Regions from separate parts of the Anser cygnoides genome. Here region 1 is linked to region 2. The links are chromatin contacts, called in public Hi-C maps. All regions are on one chromosome and are shown on one strand. The core of a region is the stretch at or near the end of the contact, and the rest is flanking DNA. Distances in the headings are between cores, read along the strand shown.

Region 1 (5,202 bases), core at 1,832-4,331, 200 kb before region 2:
CCTCAGGGAGGATATCAATGCTGTCATTTTTTAGCAACGCACCACCTCCAGATACAGAGCAGGAAGCACAGTGCTGGTTCCACTACCCTTGCTCCCATTAAGCGCATATTTTCAGTTCCATAAACCTACACAAATATTTTCAGGAGGGAAGTCGGAGAGCAGTAAAAAGATTAACTACTCCCGAAGCAGATTTAACTCAGCAGCGAAGCATTGCTTACACAGGAGACGAGGAATGCCTCTACAACAGTTTGCACGTGGTTACTCCCTTGCTGCTCAGGCACAGCGAGGTATGCGCGTTGCTTCATGGACCCAGCACAAACAAGCGTTTCTCTGGAAGGCTCACTGATTTGGCACACAGGATTCGTCAAATGGTTTAAAGATAACAGCATGGCTTTAAAAAAAACATCGTTTACATAAGCAAATTCCACCCAAAGGACATCTGTGTACGACTTCTCCTCTCCCCCGGCGCCGAAGGCCACCCCTAGAACAAAAGGCAGCAGTTTTCTGAGAACGCTACCGAGGGTTTTATCTGGGTGAGAACTCTCAGAGGCTGAGGGAGACAAAATATCGCTCGTTCGCTCTTCGAGTTGCGGCCCAGAACGGTTACTGCTGCCACAAGGACTTTTAGCCTGCTGACGCAGAGCTCAGCCACTCGCGGCTGGCATCACAAGGCTGATGTTTTCTCCAGCTGTCCCTCGAGCACTGGAAGGGAACTCCCGTACCAAATGTACTCCTGCACGGGAGGAAAAGTAAGAGGTACCTGAGGCACTAAGTGATTTACTGATCACAAGGAGCCCGTGTGATTTGTGCTCAGATCGGTCTCCAAACACCACGTCCGCTCGGCCAGAGGTTTTCATCTCGACCCTTACACACCTCTCCTGACCGCGGCGTGGCATTAGTTACCCCACATGTCAAAGTGTCATCCTTAGCTCCGGCTGGGGAAGGAAAAGGAATGACTTATTAATAGAACTCCCTGGGAAACAGGAAGTTTATGCAGCTTTTCCTAAAAAAAACACAGGGTGGAAGTTTTCCAGCCGGCTCTCCAAGGCCTGCTCTCATGTGTCTAACTGGAACAGAGAGGTTTGAACCCTGCGTTCCTGCCCTAGCAGGAGCTAACTTTTAAGCTGCTGCAGGGGGTGCTCTGCAATACTACCACGAGCTCTGTTTCTCTACCCAGCCACTTCCTTCAGAGCAGGAGAGGAAGCAGAGGAAGCAAAGGGCCGAGGAGCAGTCCCGACAGGTGAGGGCTTCAGCAGCAGCACCGGCATCCAGGCAGCGCTCCCAGTCCCCGCAGAACATTTCCTCTCTGCCGTTCCTGCAGCGCGGCAAGCAAAGAAACTCTCTGCCAGAAAGTAAAAGAGCATTTTGGTTCGTAGCGCATCCTCCCAGCCTGGAAAATGTCAGGCTGGACTGAGTAACATGCCCGGAAGGAGAAGGGAATGCAAACCGAGACCGGCACACAGGCACAGAACATTCTGGGGATGAGAGCCTCCTGCCAGAGCTCAGGGATTCAGCCCCACAGGGGGCAGCAGGTCAGCACCTCACAGGGCATGCACAGGTGATTTATGGGGTGTAATCAGGTTTCAGCACCGAAGCGCACGCCGCAGCAACTCGCCATGGCACTGACGTTATTTTTAGAAGCAGCACAAGTAAATCACTCACAGGATCCTCGCATCGCCCAAGAGTTATCGCGCTCTGCAGCAGCGAGGAGGGTGGCAACCAAAAAGCAACGTTAACCATTAAAAGGTTGGGGATTCAGAGTTAGAAGGGAGCCGGCAAGTTTGGGAAGGGTGGGTGCAGACAGTCAGAGCAACCAACGGGGTCGCCACTCCCAAGGCAGGGAGGGAGCAGGAACCGTCACTTGAGTTTTCTTCTCAGTGACTCAGAAGCTCCCCGCAGCCCTCCTGCAGGACTGATTGCCCTGGAGATCACAGCTCGGCTGCAGCCCTTTATCTACCTGGAGTCACCCCGGGACACGCAGCAGTTTTACAGTCCTACACGCGCGATACAGGACACGATGCAAGGACAAGCCGCGTGTGCACTGACGAGCTCGTTCCTCTGATTCACAGGGACCGAAATCGCACTGACTGCAATGAAACGGGGCAGCGTTACTAACGCTGGAGCTTGGAGCCGGGACTCCCGTGCACAGCACCACACGGAGCAGCATGACCGCAGCAGGTCACAGCTCCCGGCACTCGGCACACAGTCGGCGCGCTGTGCGTTTTGCATGCTTCACGGGCGAACTGCACAAACCCAGCAGCCTTCCTGTCTAGATCCTGCACCTCTTAAGATAATTAGACACGTGAAATGGGCGCGTGTAAGATGTTTTGGGCAAAAAAGCCAGGCAGCGAGCCTTCGGGGTGCCAGGCAGGCTGCTGGGAGGGAAGGGAGGGAGATACTTCGCAGCGACCTGGCTGCACCCACCCCTCCCAAACCCGCCTCGGCAGGGCTGGGGAGCTTCCCCGCTCAGAGCCTCGGGAGCTGGGCTGGCAGCGCCCCCCCGCCAGCAGCGAGCCCTGGGCCCCACACGTGCGGTTAGCAGCACCGGGAAGCAGCTCGGCTCCTGCGGCGGGCTCACACGGGTTTGGCGAGCAGAAACCGGGCACTGCCAGGCGCGGGGGGGTGCAGGCAGCTGCGGGCCCGGCCCCCGCCCCCCCCCGTTCTTCCCGGTACTCCCCAGCGCCCCCCGTTCCCCCGCCGCCCCGCTCACCAGCAGGTCGAGCTCGGTGCGGTGCAGCCCGAGGCGGCCCAGGCCCACGGCCAGGTCGTGGATGCAGAGCGCGCCGTCGCGGTTCACGTCCAGCTTCTGGAACAGGGCGCGGAGCCGCCGCTCCTGCTCCGAGGCCTCGCACAGCGCCCGCCCGCAGGGACCGGCACCGGAACCGGGACCGGAGCCGCCGCCGCCACCGTCGGTCACGGAACCGGGCCCGGGAGCAGCGGCGGCGGCCCGCGGGGAGCCGCAGGGGCAGAGCACGCCGCTCACCACGGGGGACGCCAGCGAGCGCCGCGCCCCCGGCATCCTCCCGCCGCCCGCCCCGCCGCCAAATGGCGGCACTTCCGCCGCCACCAGCCGCCGGGCGCTTCCGCCTTCGCGCCACGCGCCGCCGCCCCCACGTGACGCCCCTCCGCCGCCCAATGGCGGAGGTCCCCCGCGCTGACGTCAGCCGGCACGCGCTGCCGTCCAGCTCGCGGCCAATCGGAGCAGGGCGCCGCGCGCGAGCCGGTACGGGAGGGCTGAGCAAGCTCTTATTGGTTAAACGCCGGGGAGGAGGCGGGGAAAAGCCGCAGTTGTTCCAATCAGATCGCGAGCCAGGCCTCTCTTTGATCTTGACGGACGTGGAGCGCACCCAGCAGCTTCCAGAGGGGGGTGGGCGCTCTGCGTTGATGGGCAGGGGAGGACCCAATGGGATTAGAGCGGGGAAATTTAGGGGCGGGCCCAGCCCCTCAGCGGCCTCACGCAGGCCCAGTGGCGTGAGACAAGCGGCGAGGCGGGGCCTCCCCTCACCTCCCCTCGATGGACAGCCTCGGCGACCAATAGCAGCCGCCTTCACCCGCGGGGGGGCCGAACCCTCGCGGTGACGAGCAGCCGCGCGGCCCAACCACGCGAGGCGGGACGGGGGGGCTGATTCTGGAAGCCATTACGCCAGCGTCGCGGGGCGGAGGCCGTTGAGCGGGGCCCGCCGGGTGCTCGCGGTACGCAAATTGCGTACCGTTGGCGGTTGCTAAGGGCCGGGGTTGGGGGAGGGGGGCACGCGGCCGCCACCGGGCCCTGAGGGGCCCCGGGCCCCCCCCGTCCTCCCCGCCCCGGGGCCCGGCGGGCCGGGGGGGCCCCGACCCCTCGGGGACCCCCTGAGGCGCCCCCCCCCGGAGCTCCCCCGAGGGCCATGGCGTCGCCGCCGGCCCCCCCGGCCAAGAAGCGCAAGATGAACTTCTCGGAGCGCGAGGTGGAGATCATCGTGGAGGAGCTGGAGCGCGGCAAGCACCTGCTGGTCAACCACTTCAACGCCGGCGTGCCGCTGGCCGCCAAGGCCGCCGCCTGGCACGACATCCTGCGCCGCGTCAACGCCGTGGCCACCTGCCGCCGCGAGCTGCCCGAGGTCAAGAAGAAGTGGTCGGACCTCAAGACCGAGGTGCGCCGCAAGGTGGCCCAGGTGCGGGCCGCCATGGAGGGCGGAGGCGAGAGCCAGGGCAACGGCGGCGGCGGCGGCGGCGCGGAGGGCGAGGACGCGGCGGGAGCGGCGGCCGCGCCCGTCATCCTCACGCCCATGCAGCAGCGCATCTGCAACCTGCTGGGAGAGGCCACCATCATCAGCCTGCCCGGCGGGGAGTGCGGCACGGGTGACGGGAGCGAGATCCCCATCACCGCCGCGGCCGCCACCGTCACGCTGACGCAGAGTGAGTGCTGCGCCCGCCGGAGGTGTGGTTGGAGGTCTCGTGGGGGGCCCTGCGTGGGGAGCCCCCCGGCCGAAAGGAGCCTCTGTAACAAAACGACCGTTCCCAACGTGTCCTTGCGCTGTCGGAGAGCGGCTCCAAGATATTCGTGTGCTGAAAGTCAGCCTCGACAGCTGGGGTCGGCCTCAAGGCCAGGAATTGTGTGGTCCCCTTCTCTCAGAACAAAAGCAAAGGGAGAGAGATCTCCAAGGCCGATTCCCTGGTCTGCCCCAAAGAGGAGCTGTCTGGCTGATAAGTGCCTAAGTGCCGTTCTGGGCCTTTTCTTCACCCTTCTGTCAGTTGGTGAGTGGTGCTTGGAAAGAGCCTGCTGAACTGGAGGTTGAAGAAGGATTTTGTCTAGACAGACATGGCGTGCCCTATTCCTTTGGACTTTAGCATGTACACCCCAGAAGGAAGCTTAGATGAGGGTGGAGTAGACTTAAATAGGTCATTTTGTGCATTCACTGTTTATTGTATGTTATCTCGCCGAACAGGCAGTATTTCAGTTACGTTCATTGAATAGTCCTGTAGATAAAACCGCTCCTTTTGCCGCTGCTCCTCACCCCTTTCTGTCCTTTGTTCTCAGTTCCTGCAGAGACGACCTACCACAGCCTGGAGGATGGGGTCGTGGAGTACTGCACGACAGAAGCCCCCACGACGGTTACTGCGGAGGCGCCCTTGGAGATGATGGCGCACCAGCACGAAGTATCCGCGAAACCCCAGGAGCTGAAAAGCCGAATCGCTCTGAACTCAGCCAAGCTCCTGCAGGAG
Region 2 (4,901 bases), core at 32-2,531:
TTATTCTTCAGAATAAGTTAAAAAAATAAACAAGCTATTTGCTTGCCTGGAGCCTCTGTTTCTTGAGTACTAAGCTTTAACCCAGTCACTTTATACATAAAACAGAAGAACATTGCTCCGAGATGGAAAAACAAAGGAAACTCATCCAGGACCAGATGTGGCAGGCCATACAAGGCATGATCTCAGTTTTAAGTCCCACGTGAACAAGCACTTCTGGTGGCATGAGATTCTGTGGTACCATGACCATTAAAATTATTCTGTTCCAATTCACACATAATTCCCTCAACAATATCTGAGGCAAAGCTAAATTTCCTTAACCAAGCTCTAAGAAGAATTCATTTTCCTTTACCAAGCGAACAGTAGAGAATCCCCTTTTGTCTTTAACAGGCCTGCAATTCAAACCAATGCTGTAACCAACACCGAGCAGCACCGGGACAAGAACGGCACCACCACAGACCCCCTTTGCCTCTAATTACCGGACCACACCATGCTTCAAACCCAAAACAACGGCGACACCGCACTGCCAAGGACGCACTCGGACAAGAGCTGTGCGATTTCCTGGTCCAGAGCGAGCTCCTTCTGTCGCAGCTCCTCGATCTCACGGCGCAGGGCTTCTCCGGTGGCCCCGGGAGGGCGGCAGGAGGCTGGGGCCGGGACCTGGGGGCACACACACGGACACAGACAGACAGACACACACAGACAGACACACAGACACGTTACAGCACCCCGTGCTGCTCCCGAGGGGCCTGGGCTCAACACCCACCGTGTGCCCCCGGCAACAGCGGCAGGGCGCCCGTGTCCAGGACCCCTGGGGGTTTGTGAGGTGCCGGCCTGCCCCGGGCGGGGCTGGCAGCGCCCAGCCGAAGGCCGCGGCCCGGCCCCGGGGACTCACCGGGGACTTGAAGCCGCCGCCGCTCCGCCGGGGTCCTCCGGGGGGCCTGCAAAGCAAATGGCGGCTGTCAAGGCCGGGTGGGGAAGGAGGGAGGGGGAGAAGGGGGCAGCGAGACCCGGCTCCTACCTCCGGGGCGGCGGCGGCGCGCTGCGCCCCGAGCTCTCCGGTACCCCCTCCGCCAGGGCGGCCGCTGCCCGCCCGTACCGGCGGCGGCACCACCGGAGCCGCGGGGCGCGCTGGGAGCTGTAGTCCGTGCGGCGCGGGGCGTGCTGGGAGTTGTAGGCGGCCCCCGGCGCGGGGCACGCTGGGGCGGGTAGTTCTCGGCGCCGCGAGGGCTGAGAGGGCCCGGCCGCGGCCCTGGCTCGAGAATGAATGTATCTGTGTGTAGTTAGAGGCGGTGTTTAAGTGGCACAGTAATGTATCCGTGTGTAACTAGAGGTGGCGTTTAGGTGGGGCACGGTAAAGGTATCTGCGTGTGACTAGAGGTGGCGTTTAGGTGAGGCACAGCGTAATTATCCCAATTAACGCTGGCACCCAGCGCTTTCAGAAACGCCTCAGAGCCCCTCAGCCACCTCCACCCTGGCGCTGTGGCTGCCCAGGGGCTCTCAACAGGAGCTCTGGGGGCCCTGCGCTGCTGCCCTTATGAAGGAAGGAGCAGCCAGCACCCCGCCACCATGATCGCCAACTGGACACCGCAGTGTCCCTCAGAGCCCCCCGGGTGCTCCCCTGGGGACCCCAAGCAGCCACCGGCTGGGGCAGAGCCGAAGCGAGGAACGGGGCTGGAACTGATGCACTTGAGCCCCTGAGCTGTGCCTGGAACCGACAGGCTTGGCACCCCAAGCCATGCCTGGCCATCCCAGCTGCCATCAGGCGCATGCCACTAGGAGGGTGCAGGAGGGAATAAAGCTGCTGTCCCGTCCTCAGCGAGCACACAGCCCTCTTCCCACAGCTCTCCTGGCCCACAGGTGAACGCTGGCTGCCCCCTGTGCACTGCCAGGCGCAGCAGGAGCCGGACCCTTCTCAGAGCCACGCTCTGCTCTTGCCCCACTCGGAAGGCCCGAGGGTGCGAGACCACAACCGCACGGCAGTGAAACACAGCCCGGGCGAGCCGCGGCTTCCACGACAGCACCCGGGCAGCGAAGCGACCCACGGGAGCTGGGGAGCCACGGGGGGCGGCCGCAGGTGCCCGCCAGAGGCCGGGGGCAGCGTGCCCAGCCCGCAGGCTCCGGGCAGCCCGCTCCCCACCCGAGCTCGGCTCCATTAGGGGCAGGAAGGACGGCTGGGGGGCGACAAACCGGGGCCGGGAGGGGACCGGGAGGGGACCGGGGCCGGGAGGGACCCGGCGGGGCGGGCGCTGTGCTCGGGCCGGGCCAGGGCGGAGCCTGGCGGCCGCCTCCGCCGCTCCCCTCGGCGGCTGACGTGGCCCGGGCGCGGGGCGGACATGGCGGACGGCAGCAGGCAGAGCAAGCTGGCGGCGGCCAAGAAGAAGGTGAGGGAAGGGGGGACGGGACGGCAGCGGAGCGGAGTCGCCGGGCTGCTCGGGCCCCGGCGCCCCGTGAGGAGCGGAGCCGCCGGGCCCGGCCTCCTGCGGTGAGGGGCGAGGGGCACCGGGGGGGCCGCTCCGCTCCGCTCCGCCGGGCCCCGGTGGGAGCCCCCCGGGTGTCGCCGGGTGTCCCCGGGTGCCGGGCGCTGCGGCCGGGCCTTCCCCAGCCCGGGGGAGGCGGCCCCGGGGAGGCCGGGCCTGGGCCGGTGCTGCCCGCCCGCCCGCCCGGGTTCTGTGTTTGTTTGTCCCTTCCTTTCTCCTTTCTTTCCCTTTTTTTCATTTTTTTTTCTTTTATTTTTTTTCTCCGTCCCCGCGGGGCAGCCCAGCCCCGTCCGTCCCGGCGGCTTTGCGTGCCTGTGTCAAAGTCAAGCGGCTGGGAAAGTGTCCTGGAGCGGCTCAGGCTTCCATTTTGAAATCCTCCGAATAAATGGGATCCCTCTTATTTTATTTTTGCCACCTTGGCTTTGAAACACGGCCCTGGCCGCCTGGCCGGGGGGGTGGCAGCAGCTGCCAGCTGCAGTGTCTGGACGAAACGGAGGGATTTGGGCTGCCTGGCAGGGGGCTGCTGCAGGCAGTGCCCGCCTGGCACTGCTCGGGCTGGGGGCTCGGTGCGCCACCAGAACACCACAACACTTGGCAGGGTTCAGCTTCGAGCTTATCAGCCTGGCCGAGGTGAAATGGATATTATTTTAAAATCAATTAGAGATTGCTTATCCCCCTAGTTCACACTTAGGCCAGTGTCTGTATTACTGCGTTATCTATGAAGATTGTAATTTTTCTTTCCCAGAATGGAAGCCCTTCCTCTCAGACTGCTTTTCCACTTGGCATTTAGGATTGACTGCTGTTTATTTTTTTTTCTCCTTGGTGCTAGTTATAGACTTAAAAATATTTTTTCATCTCCTTCCAATTACAGCAAAGGGTATCAAATTCTTTGTTTCCCAGGAACTTCATTAGTTATTTACAAAAGTTGTATATTTACAACCCTGAGTCTCTTGTCATAAACTCATTATGCTAGTTCTCACTTTTATGCATCTCTGAATTATTTTGGTATTTTTTTTCAGAGGGTGAACTCTTTCAAGACAGTTTCTCTTGTCCTTACACTTTATTTTTACCCATTTTTTTGTTGTCGACATTATACTCATAAAAGACATATTCTGTTTGGACTTCAAATTTTTTTTTTTTTCGCAGCTGAAGGAATATCAGCAGAAGAATAGCCCTGGAGCAACTGCGGGAGCCAAGAAAAAACGAAAAACTAAAGAAGGAAGTAGACCCGAGACTCCCACAAATGATGACAGACAGTCTCCAGAGAACGTGAGCGTCTCATTCCTTCTCCCAAATAATTTGCCTCCGCCTTGTTCTTTGGCTTCCCAAACAGCATAACCACAGCTGAAAGAGGGTTGTGCCAGTGTCATATTAATGGCTCGTGTGCCTGTGTTAGCAGCGTATGAAGTGTGCTACAGTGGTTAGCAGCTAAAACTCCTGAGAGGTGCATGCTACAGCCAGGCTACGTGGCGAGGCGGTGTTTGATCATAGAATGCTGTAGCGCAACCCTGGGTATGTCCAGAGGTGCTGCTTTGAGGTGTGCTTTGAGGCTCCTACGGAGCTGGAGGATGCCAGTTTCTTTGGCTGCCTTTGATTGACATTTTTCTCCCTGTCCTTTTCTGAGCCGTTTCTCTTTCCACTTTTCTTTCGCCTCCTTTAGATTCAGAACATTCTGAAGGTGCTGGTGTCAGACCTTAACCGCTCCAATGGGGTAGCCATACCCTCATTGGACAAGAGGAAGGTGAGGCAGTGCTCGCGTCCCTCTCAGTGACTTGCTATCCCCACTGCATGCTTCGGGTTCTGTTTAAACTGACCTTGATTTTTGGATGGAGCCTTGTTCTGGCATATTTGCTGTCAGTTGCTTGAGTTTTGTTGCTGTTTGTATTAACATGGAGCTGTTTGTTAACACGCATTTCCATTGCTCGTAAGTGCTTGTTTCCTCCTGGTTTCTGTCAAACCTAACACGTGCAAAAGTGAACCTTGTCAAATGCTTGTCCTTGAGACAGTTGAGCTGTAAGGAAAAAGGAATCTGGGGTGAAGCAATAAATTAACTGCTGAGGAACACCGCGCTAAGAAGAGGTAGTGTCTTTTTAGTCTGCATTTCTGCTGTTCTGTGTGTCATTGCTTTATTTACTCTAGTGCCGTGCTTCTGAAGGGCATGTTTCTGCTCGTGTCTCGTCAAGCAGCTGCCCTGAACAAGCTATGTAGTTATTCCAGCCAACCCATTTTATGACAGGTGATGAAACTTGCACAGGTGATGTACAGTCTGGCAAGTACCACGGCTTTAAATATGTTTAGGCAGGAAGTCAGGTATTTCAAGTCAGGCATTTACAGGCTTTAGCGTCTTCCGTAGCTACTGAAGAAGAAAGGGCAGGAAGTACTCCAGCAAGCAATCTACATGTGCTCAGGAGCAAATGTAAGCAA

The links. Hi-C and Micro-C count contacts between places; a contact is called where the count stands out from the background.
Region 1: a Hi-C map of liver shows a contact between it and region 2, with 3 times the contacts expected there. The contact joins the promoter of SLC25A25 here to the promoter of SWI5 in region 2. A contact is called at or near these places in 2 of 7 Hi-C or Micro-C datasets (both in liver).

What each region holds. Positions count from the first base shown.
Region 1 is chr20:6,840,418-6,845,619 of Taihu_goose_T2T_genome, reverse strand. SLC25A25 (solute carrier family 25 member 25) reads right to left here and starts at 3,081. Exons shown (of 11, transcript XM_066980823.1): 1 at 2,711-3,081. The coding sequence starts at 3,019. It overlaps NAIF1 (nuclear apoptosis inducing factor 1), which reads left to right and starts at 3,629. Exons shown (of 2, transcript XM_013182766.3): 1 at 3,629-4,395; 2 at 5,018-5,202. The coding sequence starts at 3,885.
Region 2 is chr20:6,639,274-6,644,174 of Taihu_goose_T2T_genome, reverse strand. It overlaps SWI5 (SWI5 homologous recombination repair protein), which reads right to left and starts at 1,281. Exons shown (of 5, transcript XM_048053495.2): 1 at 1,019-1,281; 2 at 893-938; 3 at 536-657. The coding sequence starts at 1,281. It overlaps GOLGA2 (golgin A2), which reads left to right and starts at 2,234. Exons shown (of 26, transcript XM_066980835.1): 1 at 2,234-2,381; 2 at 3,624-3,746. The coding sequence starts at 2,334.